2 separate regions of the Mus musculus genome follow, and region 2 is linked to region 1. Evidence: chromatin contacts called from public HiChIP or PLAC-seq data. All regions are on one chromosome and are shown on one strand. Each heading gives the region's core, a stretch centred on a gene start, on an enhancer-like site or on the middle of the called end of the contact. The rest is flanking DNA. Distances are from core to core; before and after follow the strand shown.

What was found. HiChIP or PLAC-seq counts read pairs in DNA pulled down with a chosen protein or histone mark.
Region 2: a contact with region 1 is called in an H3K27ac HiChIP or PLAC-seq map of the NIH/3T3 cell line, with 5 times the contacts expected there. The contact joins two enhancer-like sites. A contact is called at or near these places in 1 of 39 promoter capture datasets (liver), 1 of 15 datasets of contacts at CTCF or cohesin (the NIH/3T3 cell line), 6 of 484 Hi-C or Micro-C datasets (differentiating embryonic stem cells, embryonic fibroblasts, embryonic stem cells and 2 more) and 14 of 115 datasets of contacts at active chromatin or transcription factors (the NIH/3T3 cell line, the SCID.adh cell line, T-cell acute lymphoblastic leukemia and 8 more).

The regions. Positions count from the first base shown.
Region 1 is chr6:94,644,186-94,650,254 of GRCm38.p6, forward strand. The region is part of intron 3 of Lrig1 (leucine-rich repeats and immunoglobulin-like domains 1); the gene reads right to left. Among named protein-coding and RNA genes, the nearest start is that of Mir7041, 41 kb to the left of the region's middle. RefSeq lists an enhancer at 3,234-4,809. Within about 2 kb of position 3,621, at least 207 of the 459 cell types and tissues checked have an H3K27ac peak or open chromatin away from gene starts, as enhancers often do. A contact at or near this core is called in the NIH/3T3 cell line, where this site is marked.
Region 2 is chr6:94,981,033-94,987,101 of GRCm38.p6, forward strand. No RefSeq gene overlaps it. Among named protein-coding and RNA genes, the nearest start is that of 4930511E03Rik, 40 kb to the left of the region's middle. Within about 2 kb of position 3,574, at least 10 of the 459 cell types and tissues checked have an H3K27ac peak or open chromatin away from gene starts, as enhancers often do. A contact at or near this core is called in the NIH/3T3 cell line, where this site is marked.

The DNA of each region.
Region 1 (6,069 bases), core at 2,371-4,870:
GAAATAACTTTGTACCAGAATGTAAATCCCACCCACAGTCTCAGAGATGTGGAAAAGCCTCAAGATGGAGGAGGGCAGTAGTCAGATCCCTGGGGAAGAGATCATCACTGGACAGAACCCAGAACCTCCCCTCAGAGAGAAGCATCCCCAGTGAGGGGCAACCACGTGATCAGAACAGCAGTAGGACCTGTCTTTACAGATGCCAAGGAAGCAAATGAAACTAGGAAACATTGTATATATACCCCTAGTGACCCACACACCTGCAAAGAACGTCCCACGCCCTTAGTGCACAAGCTATAAACACATTGTTGCTCTAGGGCATTAGACCTATTGTCCAAGGAGAAGCCTTCCACCCTCTGCTCCCAACCATACCAGTCAAGGCTCATCCAGGTCCACACTGAAGAGGCTACATCCTGGCTGGGAGTTATCCAGCTAACTAGGGTGCAAGCCCAGGTGTTCTCAGACTCCCAGCTATGATGTCCTGTGTGCAGAAGAAGCACAAGAAGATAACAAAAAGGAAACTGGTGGAGCCGGGATGTCTTAGAAATTTCTTCAGGGGCACCAACGGGCTGCCTGCCACTGAAACATTCCCCTAGATCCATAAGCCAGCTTTGAAACAGCCCTGCAGTTCCAGGCAGAGGAGGAAGCTGTTTCAGCATTTGGCTGCAGCCTCTGAGACAAAGTCCTCTCCCTCTGGGGAGTTATACCATGTTGTGCCTTTAAAAATAAAACCAGGCCTGTTTCCTGCCTCATCTGGAAGACTTTTGATCTACTGATTATAAGATTTAGATTCTCTCTTACCACACGATTTCCCAAGCCTTTCAGCATATGAATTAAGTACACTTGGAGATTCAAGGATGGGCTCATGAGCAGGCCCTTTCATGATGCCCTCCTTATCCACCCCATAGGTGACACAACTGCCACAGGACCAGAGCAACACCACGGTCAATGCCACTGTTCTGCACCCCTGAATACCAGACCCCAGTCCAGTCTGCTCTGCAGGCCCCACCAGAGCACGCGTGTGCTCTTTTTTTCTTGGAACTGCATGCTTTTAAAGCAAGCCATTGTGCACTTAAATGCCAAAGGTAAGCCTGCAAAACATATGGAGGGGAAAAAAAGAGAGAGAGAGAAAAAAAATCTTTTAGCTTAGCACTAGGCAAATTCTTAGACCTGACCCTAAAAGCATAATCCAGAAGGTGGTGGACTTGACCTCAGACTAGAGGAAAACATATTCAAACCACACATCCAACACAGGCCCAGTATCTAGAATATGTAAAGACCTGCAGAACTGAAATACCAAAAGTAAAGTAAAATACTAGTTTGAAAATAAGCAAGAAGTCTGACATTTCAGCAAAAAGATTCACAGATAGTTGGGCACTTGGGTCTTGGGTGCAAGAGCCAGCCTGGGCTGTATCAAAACCAGCAAAATATAAAAACAGCCCACAGGTAGCCAATAAGGCTGAAGATGATTGGTCACAGCAGTCTTTCTCAGAACAATCAAAGCCTGGAAGGACCACAGGTGTCCTTCAGTGGTGAAAGATTAGACCCAACCTGGTAGCAGAAAGGAACAAAGTATCAACACACAAACCCCACCAACCTCCAGGGAATCACACTCAACAGAAGGACCAATCCCAACAGACTGTGCTGTCCAGTCCGTTTCCTCTTCAGAACACGTTACAAGGAAGGCAGTGGGTGTGGCCATGCAGGAGGAGGGCCTTTAGTGGGGATGGATACGTTCTAGGACTTGACTATATGATATGAATGTCCTGGTTGTGAAATTTTACAAGATTGCACCACAGAGGAAATGGAGCTAAAGCTATTCAGAGAATTTCTATTTCTCACAGCCACTTGTCAATCAACAATTTACTTTAAGGTACCAAAGTAAAACGTGTAACAAGAACAAAATGCCAGGACAGTCACAGCTACCAGAAGGCCTGGTGGAGTAAGAGAGCTATACTCCACAGCTTCCAATGAAGGAACTAATATAACAGAAAGTCAAGAATGAGCATGCGCACACGCGCGCGCGCACACACACACACACACACACACACAGTCTCTGAACTCCAACAGGTTTACAAGAGATCATTCAGAAGGAATTCCTGCAAGTAAGATCAATTCCAGGCAGACAGACTATGTAATTCCAGGCCTCCTGATTTCAGGTAAAGGAAAGCAATAGTCTCAGAGCACAGCAACAAAGCAAGAGCCACCTCACCGCAACCTGAAGCTACAGGAGATGGTAGGAAGCAAGGAGATCCTATTCACCTTCACCCCAGAGCCACGTGGTCCAGAAGTGACTCCCCGGCAGCTCTCCCAGGGAAAGTACCTTTTTATCCCCCAAGGCTCTGTCCCAAGCAGCTGTGCAGAGGCTGCTGGCACTGGAGACAGGGCCCAGGGTGCCAGTGCTGCAGCCTCCCCACACTCAGCACCCAGTTAAGAAGCTGGGAAGAGAAACCACAAATTGGCACCTTTGCCTCAGCTGTTTGGGTTTGAAATACATCCAGGAAGTGAGGAGAGTACTCCGGAATCTGCCCTAGAGTCATGTCTTCAAGGGCAGGTCCCCATTGTGGGCAACTCTGCTGGCATTACCACAAAGGGGGCTGGGGCTCTGCAGAGGCTTGGCAGCAGGATCACGTCCCTGGATGTGCTCTTAGGAGTAGACAGCCATAAACGCCCCACCACCACCACCAGAAGCAGCAGCAGCTATGTGAGTGAGAGGATGGGGAGGACTAGCCTGAAGTGCAGAGGCAGGAAGCCTTTCCAAGGATTTGCAATCTTTAATGAGAATGATACCAAATGAGCTCACCTGAGGCTGACAGAATGCTTGCAAAGCAAACACTACCTGGACAGACCGCATCTTGCCCCACACCCCGAGGGGTCTCACACCTAATACAACTTGATATGTCAGCTCAGGATTTGGCATATCAAGTTGTATTAACCCTCCTAAGCTCCCAGACCACAGATTCCAGAACAAAGTGAGCAGCCAGCTTGAGAAGCAGAGAAAAGGAACCTCGGGGAAGATACCTGCCTTCCTGTGCTTTTCGCAATCTCACTGGGCTACAGAATTGGATCTCAGAACGTACACAGGACGACACACCAAACCTGCTATCAATGTCTTATATGTGAAAAGGTGGAAGAATAACATCTGGCCATTTTTTAATTTAAAAGAAAAAAAAGTTTATTTCATATGCCTGTCAATATACCAAGCGATGTAGCCTATCTTGACAAACTGTCAACCTCTGCACAAGTGGGTTGATTCTACATTCCATATATACTGCCCAACAATGACAGGCCTTATGAAAGAAAGGCCTGCCTGGTATAAACACGAACACATTTCTCTCACTTGCACTAGGACAGCTGAAAATGGCTCCCAGGTGTGAGCAGACACAATAGGTCCAGCCTTCTTTGCAAGGTCACGCTGCAGGTCAAAGTCAAGCCAGCCATTTTCGGATTAGGTGCACAGGCACAGGAGGCTTCCCCAAGTGCTAACTGGATTAGAGAAGCCACCTGCAGGAAGTGGGGAGGGGGAGGAGGGGAGAAGGAAATGGCCCAGTTGGAATGAGTCTGCTGGTGTGGGCAGGAGCCAGCCCCTTTCACACGGGAGGTTGTGCAACCAGAGCAGCTCTGCTTCCAAGCTGCAAGTCCCGGAGCCCTGGGGGGTGTTCAGAGCCCGCTGCTGCAAGGAGTGGCTCCTCCCCTCCAAGTCTTCCTGGTTTCTCAAGCATCAAGCAGCCTGTATTCCCTCTGGATCCTGTACTATATTGAGAGAGGGAGAGAAAGGGGAGGAACAAAGGGAGAGATGGGAGAGGGGAGGGAGAGAACCACCCAAAGGCCTAACTAATATCAGCACAACTTCAGCTGCTCAGTTCCCAAAAAGGCAGGGACCTCCATGACCAAGTTGGTATTCGGCAAGCGCCCCCCTGCCTGGGCTCCCCAGCTCTGCAGCTGGTGTTCCCTTCACTTTCTCAGCAAATAACTTGCAGATGTACCTCTCATCTCCCTGGCTTACCACCACCCCCACTCTCAAAGACAGGGGAGGGGGGAGAGAAGGAAAATGACCAGTCATGACTGTGTGTAATTTGGCAGGCTCTCTAGGAGGCAGGCCACATGGGCTCCTTTCCCAGAGAAAGGCTCACTTCAACTGGGGGCAAAAGGACGTCTGCACTGCAGAGTCCCCGGGAAGCTGCCGGGACACAGGACTGATCACTGTGTAAAAGTAGATAGTTTTCTATTTCCAGGCTCACTGGTGGTACCCAGCATCCAATGAGACTGCAGTTCTGAGTCCACAGGTCCTTCTCGGGCCTTTCAACAGAAGCTTGCTGGCTTGCCTAACAGCCCACTCGCTGACAAAGAAAAAAAGACAGAAAGGCAAATTGGCCCCCAAATAAAGCTAGCCATGTCCTAGTCGTCCTGCAAGTACCCCTGAGTGCCTCAGGGTCTCACTCTGCTAGCTGAACAGTGCTAAATCACACCCACTTCCAGGAGGGGTAAGAACGCAAGTCTAATATTAGAGTTGTGGGTCAGAGTCCACAGGGTAGCCGCTGAGATTTCCAAATTCTTGAGTCATAGAACAAAGATTACAATAGGGACACACAGACAGTTATAGAGATAGGGAAAGTATATTAAGGAAGAGAAAGGCACTCCTAAGATGGGAGTGGGCTAGACAGCTGGGACAGGACTGAGACTTTTGTCAAAGCTTCTTGCCCTAAGCCTGGAGACCCTATGCAGGTCATGCCCATCACACCCACCTTCTCTTGAAGAATTTGTGGGCTTTTGCTTCAACTTTTGTTTCATATAGCCAGGTGGGGAGGGGTTCCCAGTGGCTTTGCCAACTGGCTTTGGCTCTTTTGTTAACCTCTGATGCCTCTTTCTCTATGCCATACTCTGCTACCACAGACAGGGTAAGCAACCTTGGGTCAAATGACTCGTTATCTGAGAGTCTTTCCTGTCATGCACACATCAGCAACATGAAGGGACTCAGACAGTACCCGGCCCTTGTATGATGATTATCTGTTTTCTCTGTCTTTCTCTGCAGGTAGATGTTGTTCCTTAGGAAAAGAAGACACTGACCAGTTGTTACTGAGCTCCTAGGGCCCTCCCAGGAGCCTCCCAACAGATACAGCAGCCTTAATCTATAAGTGCCAAGTCCATGAGAGCCAGCCTGTGCCCTACTGCTTTGCTTTTATTGTTAAACCTGAGCACTGTAAGAGGAAAGAGCAAACTAAAGCAAGCTTTATTTTAGAGGTGCACCCAGGATTGGCCAGCCAGCTGTCTCACCCTAAATTGGAATTTTAGAGAACAGCCCTGGATGTGAGGAAGACAAGTGTTTTATAGCTCACGGGTACAGGGTTTCCAAATGGGGAGTTGGCAGGCAAAACAAACAAACAAACAAACAAAAAAACCAGCAGGGTTACAGGAGCAGAACATAAGAATAACAGATTAGCTATCATGATTCCTGAAACAAAGACAGGGTTGCAAGGCAGGCATAACAACAGGTGGTCGCAACAAGGTAGCTATAGCAACCCTTTGATGCAAAGGGAGGGTAGCAGGATGCTTCTTAGCTTTTTGAAACAAAGACATGATTGCCATACCTGAAACAGGCAGCACAGAACCATTTGTAGTTAAGGTTACAGGGGGCATAGCCCAATGCTTGAGAAACAGGTTTAATCATAAACAGGAATGGACCTGGTTTATCTTTATTCTAAGAGAGCTTTTATGCCTAAAGTGGAGGCAAGCTGGTTCTTCATTATTTCTTTTGCCTACCAGTGATAAGGACTAAAGTCTTCTCAGGGCAGAAGGCTGGGAAAGCAAGAAGAAATGGCAGGGTTATTATATACAATTCAAGGCTGGGGAAAGACAAGAGGGGGGCCCATTAGAGCAAGGAGAGAACTGAGACCTCACCAACACCCTTTTAACTGCCATAAGAAACAAAGAGGTGCCTTAGGGCTTAGGTAAGGACAAGGACCTGAGGGATTCCAGTAACTGATAATCACAGTAAAGTAAGAGGTGTTAACCCTGACTCCTGCCCCGGGGGAATGGGGGACCGCTTCAACAGCCACCAGGTCTCTAATC
Region 2 (6,069 bases), core at 2,324-4,823, 340 kb after region 1:
AAGGAAGGAAGGAAGGAAAAAGGGAGGAAAGAAGGAAGGAAGGAAGGAAGGAAGGAAGGAAGGAAGGAAGGAAGAAAGGAAGACAAGTATCCTGAAGTCAAATTCTCTTACACCTGTGAGCTGGCAAAAGACCTAAAAGCTCTCTTTAAGCATGGTGAGAAGATAAGTTAACTTTTTAAAATTTTTTATCTATTTTTATTTTATGAGTATTGGTGTTTTGCCTGCATCTATGTCCGTGTGAAAAGGTAAGATCTTGCAGTTACAGACAGTTGTGAGCTACCATGTGGTTGCTGGGGTTTGCACCCAGGTCCTTTGGAAGAGTAGTTAGCGTCCTTAACCACTGAGCTCCCTCTCCAGTCCTGATAGCTTAACTTCTAAAGTCAAGACTCCACCTGCAAGCTTGGACTTTCTCATGCTTCCCTCCAGTCTCTGGAAAGGTTGTGTCTATGTTCCTGTTCAAATGTGAAGATGCCTCAGAACTCAGGCTTTGTCTATTATCAGTCCTTGTGATCCAGGGGTCAAAGTCTCCAAGTGGGAATGGAGGCAGGACAGAAAGACAGAAAAAGTAAGGGGGGATGGGAGGGAAGGGAGTCAAGTTCTAGTCTCCAGCCTAGAGAGGCAAGGCTTCCTGCATGCTTCACATTCGCAGTGAAGACTATTTACAAGAGAAGGTAATCCGTTTATATGTAGATATTTCAAACAGAAATGTGAAGACAGCAATAAGCCTGTTTAAGGCCGAATCTTAACTGCATTCCTCTTCTGGCTGTAAACCTGTGATTTTTCTGAGTATTTTACAAACAAGATTACACATATTATTTACAGCAAAACACGTCTTACTTCCCTTGTGACTTAGTGTTGTAAGGATTCCTTGCACCCTTGTGACCCGTAAAACTGTTCTTTGATCTCATTTACAGGAAAAGAAAGGGGGCAGGGCAGTCCACAGCAGCCTTTAAACAGAGTAACTCTGGAAGTTACTTTGGAAGCCACAGCCATTGTATGCTGGCTCCTGCAAAGAAACTCACACCACACCTGGGTCTGTAGTACCGTCAAGAATCACCTCCCCACCCCCAATAACGTCCATGTTTAAATCTCTGAACAATATTTTCACAACCAATGAAAATGCGGAGAACAAGTGATCCTGTGAGGTCTAGCCCCAAGTGATCTATCTTCAGCACAACTCATTCACCTGAGGCTGGGGGACACGGCAAGAGCACAGAACAAGTGTACGAGGAGCAAGAGAACCAGGAAGTAGGCTGTGAGACTGTGTCTCTTAGGAATGCCTGGGACGATACACATATGGGAAGTCTCAGCAGCATGGCTACCTAAACAAGACCTGAACAAAGACGATGCCAACAGACACATTAACATGGAAGGGGAAAATCTCACTGGGCCTTAACCCTAGACAGAACTACACGCAGCTAAGGGATGCTGAGGGCAGGAGAAATAGTCTTCCCAGAGGAGGTCACACTGATTGGTTATCTAAAACCAAGTGGTCAGCCCTAAAACCGCATACTTGTAAGGAACAGCATACAGACTGAGCAGATTGCATTTATATATTTAGGAATATGTATTATCAAGTCTCCCCAGCACTAACACTTATGAGCCTATAGGACAATACCAAAGCCAGCAAATTGACATAGCTGCAATGCATCATGGCTGTTTCCAGTTTACCTGGGCTCCTTACCACTCTTTCAGGCTAAGGTATTCACTCCCTGGATGAAGACAGAGCACAGCGTCTTCACTCACTTACGACGCCCTATTAAAACCATTTCCAGCTCCTTCTTACCATGGTTTCCAACCACTCAAACGATGACTAATAATTTTGTTTGAATTTTTCTCATTTCAGAAGTGCTATGTAAATGAAACCACCAATATCTAATACTATGAGGGTTGTATGTATCCATGATTTGTCCTTTTTCTTTTTTTAAAAAATTTTTATTAGGTATTTTCCTAATTTACATTTCCAATGCTATCCCAAAAGTCCCCCATACTCTCCCCCCACTCCCCTACCCACTCACTCCCACTTTTTGGCCCTGGCGTTCCCCTGTACTGGGGCATATAAAGTTTGCATGTCCAGTGGGCCTCTCTTTCCAGAGCTGTCTCTTGTGAGACTATGCCGGGGTCCTTTTTCTTTTAACTGAGTAATATTCACCTGTGTGTGTGTGTGTTGGTTTGTTTTGCTGTCTACTTGCTGAAGACCCTCTAGGCTAGTTGCAAGTTGGAAGCGTTGATAAAAAAAATAGCTAAAAACATTCATATATAGTTTTACTTTGAATATATCCTTTTATTTCTCTAAAACTAATACCCGAGAGTATAACTGCTAGCCCAAATGATAGCTAGAGGTTTAGTTATGCAGAAAATAGTCAAATTGTTTCCCAGAGTAAGTGCCCCATTTTCATAATGGTGCCCACAATGTTTGGATGATCCATTCTCTCCTCATGACTCCAGCACTTGGTGGTGTTCCCATTTCTAATCTAAGTAACAGGCAACAATTGTATCTCCTTTGGATTTTAATATATATTCCCTAGTGGCTGATACTGCTGAATACATACTGTCTGGATGCCCTCTCTAGTGACATAGCCACTCATATCTTTTACCAATTTTCTCAGTTCCTGTAGCTTATCTTCTCACTCAACTTACATGGGCCTTTTCAGTGCAAAAATTTGCCTTATAATTTTAAAATGTCAATTAGAAGAATAAAAATAACCATGCTTGCTGTTTCTTCCAGTAATTTAGCATGTATTTTCCTTGAAAGTGTTCTAGTTTCTGTTCTCTGTGACTAGATAATAAAGTGATATTGTATACCATGAGATTAGTTGGAAATAGTTTCAGACATGAATGAGAAGTGAGCTTGGATGAATTTTCACACTCTGTTTCTCCTTTAGAGAACAGAGCTAGCAATGAACATCCTTCTCTTGCAGACAGAGAAAATAGATGTAACTTCAGAAGAGAAAGCACACTAGTGTCTGAGACACTAAGCGGTAACTGTAGTCTGGGTAAAGGAAAGAAAACTGCATCACAGGAACTGTGATGTACCATTTGAATCACAAAAAATCTAGTAACCAGCTCCAACTACAGAAGGCTGGATCTCTGGATGATGGGAAATCCACACGTATGAAGCACCATAGCCACAACCAGAAATGGTCAGGTTAGTACATCATTGTGACATGCTAATATCCAGGTGTGGTCTTGTACGCTTATAGGCTTGTAATTCAAGTACTGGGGAGGTTGAGGCAGAAGGCTTCCAATTTCAAGGTTCACCTGAGCTACATAGTGAATTTAAGGCCAGCCTGGAACACATGGTGAGATCATACCTTAAATACAAAATAAAACATACATATATGCATATATAAAGAGTTTGAAATGGAGTTGACCTCTAATTGGAAAACAATTCCTCTCCTAGATGACATAGGCTATCAAATAAAAAGCTAAGCAATGTAAAATATGGGGTACCTCTTTTCAAATTGTGGTTAGCAGGGTCCCATAGACTGCCTCTAGATGTTACAGGCTATTGCCTTGCTCTTAATTGTCTCCAGATGGTAAGACTCTGTTGCAGATGCCATACACTTTAGTCATAGAATGTTGGGAAATCAAAGTGGTACTGACCTGGAAGCTTCCTCTCTACTGACTGCATGTCACAGTGCTGGAAGGTGCCGTGTAAACTACTGAGGGAGAAAACAAACCATCTGTGAGCCCTGTGAGCTCTAATAACAACTGGCCTGGCAGGGCAGGCTCACTGGGGCAATACTGGCATGGATGTCGTGGGAGCAATCAATCGTTTTCTGATTATAGTAAAGGCCTACTCCACAAGATGTGACTCATGCTCAGCAGCATCAATGGGGCCAAGAACCTATCAGCTTGCTAAGTCATAGGCTCTAGAAGAGAACCTAATATTATTATGCTGCTAAATGGATATAGCAGCAAACTAGTCTTCTCTTCATGTCATGGACTAGTGCATCTCCCAAGCCTCATCAGAGAAGCTTATGTTTTGCAGAGACCCTCGACTAGTCAATGCTCAGAAAATAATGACCCACGTGTGTTAAATAGCACATCTATATAATACCTCTTCCTCCCAGGGCTTTAGGGCTCACTACAGAAGAGGGAGCAGAGAGATAGTACAAAGCAGAGGTAGTTGATAAATACAGAGAAACTGTGTCGTTTTGGACATGACAGGGCAGCTGCACACAGGAACAGTGGCTATGACTATATGTGCAAGATAAAGCCAGACAAAATCCTAAGCATGGGTGGGGATGAAGTCACAAACTGAGGGCTTAGGGAACGTGGGCCCTGAGAGAATGCCCATGTCCAGTAGATGGCCTTATACCCATGCACATAGTGGCAGCACTAGGAGACTCCATGAGTTTAAAAAAAAAAAAAAAGCACATGAAATTGGGACAGAGTAGTGCTGGTGGAGATGGAGGAGAAATTGGAAAGATAAAATAAGAAAAAGAAAGAAGAAGGTTGATGGCAGTTAGACAGCCAAGGTGTTGTGTGAACTATTCTGAGTCTGATGGTGTATATTTGATGGTGTATATTTGATGGTGTATATTTACAGAGTGTTAACTTATTCAATTTTGCATTTCAACTTTCTATGTTTTAACTTAGGCTTAAGAGTTTGAAAGAATGTATCATACCCAAGCCTGAAAACATCCAGTTTATGAAAATGCAAACACAAATGGTTGTCCTTCAGTTCAGGACTCCCCATAGATTCCAACGGCTACAGAGGCACAGTATCAAAACGTATTTGCATGCAGCCTACCAACATTCTCCCCCACACTTTCAATCATCTGTAGATCATACAGAATACTTATTGCCATGCCAATGATATATAAATAGTTGCCATATTGTCCCATTTAGGAAAAAAATGATGTTACAGCTTGACTATGAAGTGCCCCCATAGACTCATATTTCAAACACTTGTTCCCCAGATGCTAGAACTATTTTGGGAGGTTCTGGAAACTTTAGGAGGTGTGACAGGGTTGCAGGAAGTAGGTCATTGGAAGCATTCTTTTGAGGCTAGAACAGGTCCTGGTCTCTTCCTAGTCCTCTGTTTCCTGCCACCCTAAGGTGAGCAGCCTGCAATACATGCTCCCAATGCTATGGTATCCTTGTTTCAGCACAGGCCTGCAAATGGCAGAGAAAGAGACTATGGGATATAATCTCTAAACCCTTGACAAAAAAAATCATCTCTGCTTTAAGTTGCTTATGTCAAATGTTTGCCATAGTGCCAAGAAGACTAACAACAAATGACAAGACAAAATAGGCTACATATTTCTAGCATGGCAGCAGTTTGATTGTAAAGACACAAAATCACAGATAACACAGCCTACTGCACACTTTCACATGCTCTGTATTAGACACAAGACAGTAATGAGCTGTGTTGATCGTGGGGTTGCCTAAGCGATACAGAAGTTGTTCAAGGATGATTTTTCTTACTGTTTAAAAGATCGTTTAGAAGAGTCCATAAGTGTGCTGTCTGCAACTCTGCAGTCATTCTCAATGACAACACTGCCCTCTAGTGTTCTCTTCTTTCTAGAACGAAGAGACAGTCTAGCAGTGTGTGCATACTCAGATGCATTGGTTTCAGGGACCACCACCAGCAATGTTTGTTACCTATCTGCCTGGAAGTGAACTCTAGTGATTCAAACCTGCCTCTTTCAACAGCTGCTCAAGCCAAGTCAGTTCTTCTGAAAGGACATTTACTAGGTATGCACAGACCAGAACACTGTGGGACTAAGACTGCAAAATAAGGGCTGAGATATCACCAGTCAAAGCAAGATGTAGAGGCAAACCTCCACGTCTGTTTGATGCCTTTATAATACTATTTCTGGAAAGTGTACCATTGTGGACTATCTTACTCATGGACTGGTCTCCCCTCTTCTCCCTGGAAAAAAATGATTTTCAAAAGTACAATTTCCAAAAGACAACACACATGATAGTTTTTCATTAAGATGGTCAGATGCACCTTAAAGCAAGCATCAAGTATTTGCAACAGCAGGGAGTGGCATATTGCACCCATTAACCATCACCCCAAGACCAGTTACCATCTACCACCCATATGCTGACAAT